2 separate regions of the Rattus norvegicus genome follow, and region 1 is linked to region 2. The links are chromatin contacts, called in public Hi-C maps. All regions are on one chromosome and are shown on one strand. Each heading gives the region's core, a stretch centred on a gene start, on an enhancer-like site or on the middle of the called end of the contact. The rest is flanking DNA. Distances are from core to core; before and after follow the strand shown. Region 1 holds the start of Fam120b (family with sequence similarity 120 member B). Region 2 overlaps LOC120099128 (a long non-coding RNA gene).

Region 1 (3,938 bases), core at 12-2,511, 330 kb before region 2:
CCATTATAAAATTAAAACTATTTATACTTTGTATTAAGCTCTGGAACAACGATTGATAGCATTATAAGGAATATATCCTTCTTACCAAGGTGGAGTCAATTCAGAAATGAAATGAATTTAGGATCTGCAACACAGAAGTCACAGTGTTCTACCCAATGACCAGCATAAACATCCAGCACACCTTGCAGATGGTGGAAATGGAGAGGAAAAATTAGGACAAGAACATCTGCAAGGCAGCAAGATAAGACAAATGGCAAGTTGTAAAGGGCCTACAATATGTAACTGAGGATACTTCCTTTTTTTAAAAAATGACAATTATGAGCAAGGGGTCTTGCGTTCCCAGTACCTTGAGATCTTCCCATGTAAGCAAGGAGACTCCAAAGGTTTAATGCATGAACTTTTCATTATCAGCTCTATAAATACATCCAAATTCCAGTTTGGAGATAGAATCTCCGAATGTGAAAACAAATGGCTTCAAATGTTATCCATTTACGTTTTTTTCAGGCCAAAGGTGTTCATGGATGTAAACTGGCCGGTTGGAATTTTTTTTTAAACTGGGAGGTGCTATAGTCAAGGTGAGTGGCAAGAGAAATAGCCCATCTGTTGCTGGTGCCTTTCAAAAACAGGTAAGGGGAAAGTAGCTAGCGCTCGTACACTACCCTAACGTCAGTCAATATCCTCTAATGGATGGGAGATAGGAGAAATGAGAGACTGCTTGATGACAGTGGTCGTGGGTAACCGCAAGTCCCTGAGATGGAAAGGTCTGAGAGCATATGTAGAAAAACCTAAACCAAAAGGATGGTCCCCTCCCCAGAACAACTCAACACAGCTGAGGCCCAGCCCCCTGGCCTCTCCATCACTTCAGGTCCCACATCCTCCTTACCCCAGGTACCAGTTCTCCAGCCGCTACTAGAGTCTGAGACTCTACCTCGCTGGTCCTCAGCTGGGCTCAGTAAAGGCCTCTACCCCGCTTCAGCAGGAGGATGGCTGCCTCTCCCCTCTACCCCGGGGAAACAGCCAGGACGCAGAGCAGCCAGGATGCAGAGAGGCCAGGACGTAGGGCGCGGAGGGGCGTGGTCACGGCGGGGATAGCGGATTTAAGGCTGGAAGGAGCGCCGGATAGGGAGGTGGGACTGCAGAGGCCGTGGGCCGATCCCGGAGCCTTGCCTACCCAGAGGAGCACAGCAGTCAGTGTCTGTAGATGCGTCAACCTGATTTCAGACCCGCAGTCTCCGGCGTGCTCACTTCCGCTTCCGTTATTGCACTTCCGCTCGGAGAAGAGCCTGGTTTGACAAAGCGAAGCTTGTGCTTACATAACTGGAAGTAAAGGACGAAGGGACGAAAGGGGTGTAGTACGCAAGCGCTAGAGAGGGTGGCGAAGTGGGTGGTGCTCAGGCGTGGGTGGGTGGGTGGGTGGGGAGAGGGAAGCGTGAACCCGTTGCCCAGCAACCGGGGAAAAGCCTAGGAGACCCGCCCACCCCTGGATAACTCGACTGCGGAAAAGTGGGTTTGTCCCATTGGCTGAGTCTTCAGGCTGAGTGGCAGCCGGCACTAACCCTGGTTGTCCTGCTCCAGTAGTGCTTGCAGACAGGCCGCAGTGGATACTGACTGGAAACCCTTTTAACGCCATAGACCACACCAAGTATTGGGGTGCTGATTTGATCTTGAATCTCCTTAGGCATATCAGTACTGAAAGGCGGCGCAACTTGGACCCAGAGCATCAAGGGCTGGGAGTCCACATACAGAGTTGTCACAGACAATAATCACGGTCACTTTATTGGGAGAAGTGGCCATCCTTGTAGGCTACATTCGGGCTGTCTGGTATTTTGAATGGAAATCTCCAATACAAAGGCTTCCTTTGTGTGTGTCGGTTTACCCCAACTTGGGGGGCTGGAAACACTTGGATCTCAAGGTTATATAGGTTTAGCCTTAATAACTGATGAGTCAACACACCCAGTTTGTGTTAGCTTTATGGTATCTGGGCTTTCAGCCTTTAGCTTTGCAGCTCCAGGATGCTTCCTCAGCAGCCAGAGGTAGCAACTCAGTGACTTTCCAGAACTCTTGGAGCAGCTGGCGCTTGCAGGTTTTCCAGCGTCAGCATTTTGTATTATTTTATCTTTTGCGGTTTCTGTTCTCCTCTATGCCATACTTTCCCAACACTTCTGCAGCGATTCACAGTCTCAGCTCTCCATGGCCCGTTGAACAACCCTCTGTCTTCGGCTGGGTGCTGTACCTGTTTTTTATGCAACCAACTCTGGCTACCCTACCCATGATAAAGACTACAAGGAGGCATCAGAACCGCTCGGAGTAAATTTTATTGGCAGCACAGGGGCAGCTTGCAGTAAAAACTTCTCCTGTATACTGCTATTGGGCTGGGGGTTCTTGAGTAGGGTGATCTAAGAGCCATCTCCAGGTGTCATGGTCAGAGTTTCCTAAGGCAATGCCACAGCCGGGTAGTTGTTGATGGTAGTGGTTTCCTCTGATAGCAACAAAGTCTCTTTGCGGCATCCACGGCTGACATGAAGTCTTCTTTGGACACTGGTAGTTAAAGGAGAGGCATAATCAATTCAGTTGATTTCAGTTGCCCTGATGACAGGTTGAACCTCCAGGGTCAGCTTCTTGATGGACAAATCCCAAGTCTCCAGAAAAGGTGAGACTAAAGCTGCAATTGCCACCACCCTAATAGTCCTTCAGTTGTTCAGGGGTGGTGGCAGTATCATTCAGTCTTAGGGGATTTGGGGACGGTGGAAACCAACCGTACAATGGTTCCCAGTCCAGCCTTCGTCTCTGCCCACCTTGGGGTAGTTTCTCAGTATTTTAGTTACTTTTCCGTTGCTTTGATAAAATGTCACGACAACAGAGTGGAAGTGTGGTAACTGGAAGAGCTGCGAATTCTCATCTCCGCATGCGTAAAATGGGAAGGGTTTCAAAGTTTTAAAACCCCAAAGCCCACTCCCACCCCAGGGGCATACTTCCAACAACAAAGCCACCAAATCTACCCAAACTGCCATCAACTGAGGACCAAGTATTCAAACATCTGAGCCCATTAGGGACATCTCATTCAAACCACTACACTCAATTCTCTCTCAGGCAACTGGTGTTCTAGATTGATGACAGCTGTCAGTCTAGAAACCAAAGTATCCAGCATGTCTTGGATGGATTTTTGTCAACTCGACACAAGCTAAAGATATCTGGAAAGAGAAACTTCAACTGAGAAAATACTTCCTGTAGGCAACTCTGTAGGACATTTTCTTGATCAATGATTCCATGTTGAAGGACCCAACCTACTGGGGGCAGTGCCACCCCAGGCAGAGGGTCCTGAGTTGTATAAGAAACCAGGCTGAACAAACCACAGGAAGCAAGGCAGTAAGCAGCATTCCTCCATGGCTTCTGATTCAGTTCCTGCCTCCAGGTTCCTGTATGACTTCCCTCAGTGGACTGGGACCCAGGATATATAAGCCAAATAAACTCTTTCCTTCCCAAGTTGCTTTTGGTTATGGTGTTTTATCATAGTAATAGAAACCCTAACAAAAGGCTCATGGGATATTGCTGTAACAGACCTGACTGTGTTTGGGAAATGATCGTGGAAGGACTTTGGAACTTTGGACTGGAAAAGCTACTGAATGTTCAGAGCTGGGCTACTGTGGGAACTTAGAAGGCAATGCTGAGATCAGACAGATGATTTAAGTCTGGCTTCTGAATTTTCAGAGGGAGGCTCGAACATCTCTGTAAGACTCTGTCAGGGCTGTTCCATATTTTTAATCGGAACTAGGTGCTAGAGAATCGGCTCAGTGGTTCAGAGCACCTGTTGCTGTTGAAGGGGACCTAAGTTTGATCCCCAATACCACCCACAGGGCAACTTATCACAATCTATAATTCCAGTCCCAGGGGGATCTGATGCCCTCTTCTGACTTTCTAGGGCATCTGACAGGCAGCCA
Region 2 (3,713 bases), core at 41-2,540:
CAGTAGCCAAACTCAGCTCCCTTTGACTTTATGGACCACTCATTGTGGTGCTATGAACAATAACCTCAATTTTATATAGTATTTGCAGGAGTGACCTTCGAACACCATGGAGTGATTTCCCCCACCAAACGACTTTCCACTTCCTCCTTTACTCTCTCTACTTTGCAACTCATGATGATGAAAGCCACTTCCTAAGTAATTGCTAGGATCCCTGATTTGAGCGGCTTCCTGCAGCGGCTCCTCAACTGGCTTCCTTACTAACAGTCCCCAGGACACCAGGAAGTCAGGAGCTTCCGGATGCCGCCTGTGCTTAGCACACCCAGGCATCATTCCACGGTTTGCAGGGTGTCGGGCATGTGGAAATACTGTGGCTGAGATCAGCCTGCTTACTCTGGAAGGCAGCCTAGTCAGGGCAGGTGGAATCTGCAGCTTTTTGCAGGATGGCAAAGCAGATATCTTTGCCCTGCTGTCAGTCTCTGATGCATCCTCCCCCTGGAAGAGCTGTTTCAACTCAGACATTTGCAACCTGCCCAGAGCTTTCCTGGAACCAGCAAGGAGCCAGACAGGAAAAGATGAGTGCGGAGGAATCAAACCCATTGGAGTATGGAAAGTTGCAATAACGTCTGGTGGAAGATTGGGTTTCTGTGCTGACCTGGCGATCTAATAATGTCCCTTGGTGTGACCGGTGTCCTTATGTTGACACAGCCCGTGTGTAGGTTAAACCCTGTTGGACCACAGCCTGATATCCTTACCTGCGCGTCCTTCTCTTCTCTGGTGACTGTGAGGATTAATTCTGATAACATGTCTGGGTCAGTGACATGCAGTGGAGGTGTGGGGTGACATGAGTGGTGGCTCACAGTCCGGTGACAGTTGCCTGGGTCCCTCCTGTGGCCTCTGTGATCTAGTTTATCACCCTAAAGCTTCACTCCGAGGCCAGATTTCACACACACACACTCCTTTAGGCCGGAAGCGCTCTGGCTTTGGAAACCTAGCAGCCTTTCAGGGCCCCATTTAGTAGCCCTGCACTTTGCCTGATCCCTATCAGCTCTTGCCTTGTCCCTTGGCCACCCATCCGGGCTGGGGCCCCATGGTCTCACTGTGGTCTCCTGAGCCTGAAAGTTGCTGGAACCAAGCATTGATCCCCCCAACCCCCACCCCTCTTGCTTACACTGGCATCTTGAGCACAGACATCAACCTCTCAACTGGACTTTCTGAGTTTGGCTGAACTGTGACCTTGTGTGAGCTGGATTGTGACTCATCTGAGGTCAGTTTGCTCAGCCAGCAGCTGACTGTGGTGACTTGAGTCAAGTGGATATGGAAATGGTTCCTTCCTCTATATCCTTAAGGGACCAGAGCATATTATCCCGTGTGTTCCAAAACGGAGGAGCGGAAGCAGTGGAGAACGAGATAAAAGCACAGACGCCGTAACTGCAGACTCAGCAGTCTGGCCTGCACAGTTCCGGCACTGAAGCACAGCCCTGGGCCTGTGGGTAGCCATGAACACTGTACTTCCTGGCAGCCCGTAAAGGGATCCCTTGCCAAAAATAAAAATTAAAAAAAAAATCATGAAGTTGGGTGACTGGGGTAGACTGGCTGTTTCAGGGTGGCACACAGAATGTCGCAGGCGTGCTAAGAATGGATTCCTGAGCGGTTCTGAAACCCCAGGTCCTGAGTTTCAGAGCTCCTTCACTTGGAAAAACACAAGGAGATCCGGGCACAGGACTTGAAAGCACTGGGGGCTTCGGGCACAGGACTTAAAGGGGGTGCAGAAGAGCTGGGTGGAGGGAGGGCTGTGAGGTGATGCACCGGATATTTAGCACCATCTGGACATGACCAGCACTTAAGGGAAGCAATATTCCCACCATTTGTCAGCCTGTGAGTATCACACCTCGTGGAGGACCCCTAAGGTGTGGCTTCACACCTCCTGTTCCCACCACTGACTGACACAGCTCCCAGCAGCTGAAGATCAATATATAAACACAGTGCAATGTTCCCAGTGATTTAGCAGACCCCTCAGCCATTAACTTAGGTCCGAACCTCATCCTGGACCCAACTAAAGAAGAAAATCACCATTAACTTTTCTATCATTTACAGGTAATACAGGAACAAGCACACACACAAACAACAACAGAGCCAGAAGCGTAGACTGCCCAGGTCCAGATGGACAGTCAGGATTCTGACTCCAGCAAGACTGACAACTAACACAGAGGCTCCTGAGGATGGGTCAGCATAGGACCGTGGAAAATAGCATGTCTTAAGTGGGAAGTGAGGGCCACAGCCTGTGGAAGGGATTTATCTCTAAATTCAGCACTATGAGAACTTTACATGCTGACATATGAGCAAGGCCTAAGCTACTCTCATAGGCTTGTTAATTAAGGCCAAAACAGAGAGACTGGAGGCCCCTGTGCCCACTGTCCCTGCATCACCTGCAGACCCTACCCTCTGCTCTGACAGGTTTCCTGGACCTCATACTCTTAAGGACTGGCCTTAGTGTTATAGCCTTCCCCTCAGCCTGTAGACTGTAGCCCGTTCTTGCTCATTCTGTATTTTTCTGGGCTATTTCCATCTCCCTGCCAAGCTGCTGGGAAGGTTTTGAGATTGCATTTTAAGATTTTGAGATTATAAAGTTCATTTCTGGGATTCAGGGGAACTGTCAGTGAACCATCCAGAGAGCCACTTAAGCAGCTAAGCCAGAGCCCAGCAGATCTCCACAAAGACAAGGCTGCTGGCTGAGGACTAGCACTCCCCTGCCTCCTTCGCAGGGGAGTGAGTTCCAAGTTTTCTGGACTAAGTTTCTGACCGTCCTCCTAAATGGAGTCAATAACACTGTCTTGGGAGTACTCAAAGTCCTGAGCAATTAATGATAGCAAAAGCTTTGAAAATATGTAAGCTTTCTGGAAAGGTGGCATTTGATATTTATAATGGCAAGTGTATGCTTACAAAGCTCCATCAACTACAGCCATTGGCTGGCGCAGGACTTAGCTTTATGACTAGCTGTTTTGAATTGAGCATATTTCATTTCCGATTAATTAATTGATGTGTCAAGGGGACATCCTGTATACATCCAGGGTCTTATTTGGAGAACATCTGATGCAATCCAAGACTTATCTTAATCGGTCCCAGTTAATTCACATGGGCTCTCTACAATCCAGACACAGCCCACAGAGAAACTGGTTCCTCCAAAACCCAAACTCTGGAGGTACCACAGTGATTTAGTTTCATTAAAATTACTTAGTAGGGCTGTAAACCAAACCACAGACACTCCCTTTTATCTGTTGTAAAGAATTTTCTTTGTTAGTCCCTAAGAGCCAATCCCACAAGGGCGCCCTGCTTTGGCAGAGTGTTGGCTGACTGACTGTGGTGTCCAGGTGTGACTTCTGACTGCAGCTGGGGAGACCGAGCGAGTGGTTAGAAGCCAGTCTCCACTGCAGGTCTGCACCCCTTCCTCTGCAAAGCTCAATCAGTTCCTTTAGACAAAGGGTTCCCCTCCCCCATCAGCAGTATGGTGATTGGTGGTTGGTTAATAGTGACCTTGCTACCTCCCTTATTCTCCTGTCACCACCACTAGCCATGCTGATGTCTCCCCCAAAGGGATTAATTCACACAGTACAACCCCAATCTTCCCTCATGAAGATGGAACAGATTTCAGACTGTGATTGCTCATGCCTTTCATCAATACAGAATTAAATGAACGGAAGGCCGAGCCTTCAGGT

Evidence for each region. Hi-C and Micro-C count contacts between places; a contact is called where the count stands out from the background.
Region 1: a contact with region 2 is called in a Hi-C map of liver, with 4 times the contacts expected there. The contact joins the promoter of Fam120b here to the enhancer-like site in region 2. A contact is called at or near these places in 3 of 12 Hi-C or Micro-C datasets (hepatocytes and liver).

What each region holds. Positions count from the first base shown.
Region 1 is chr1:65,009,549-65,013,486 of GRCr8, reverse strand. It overlaps Fam120b (family with sequence similarity 120 member B), which reads right to left and starts at 1,261. Exons shown (of 10, transcript NM_001107466.4): 1 at 884-1,261.
Region 2 is chr1:64,676,973-64,680,685 of GRCr8, reverse strand. LOC120099128 (a long non-coding RNA gene) reads left to right here. Exons shown (of 4, transcript XR_005498081.2): 4 at 1-2,098. Among named protein-coding and RNA genes, the nearest start is that of Ermard, 22 kb to the right of the region's middle. Within about 2 kb of position 1,290, at least 15 of the 93 cell types and tissues checked have an H3K27ac peak or open chromatin away from gene starts, as enhancers often do. A contact at or near this core is called in liver, where this site is marked.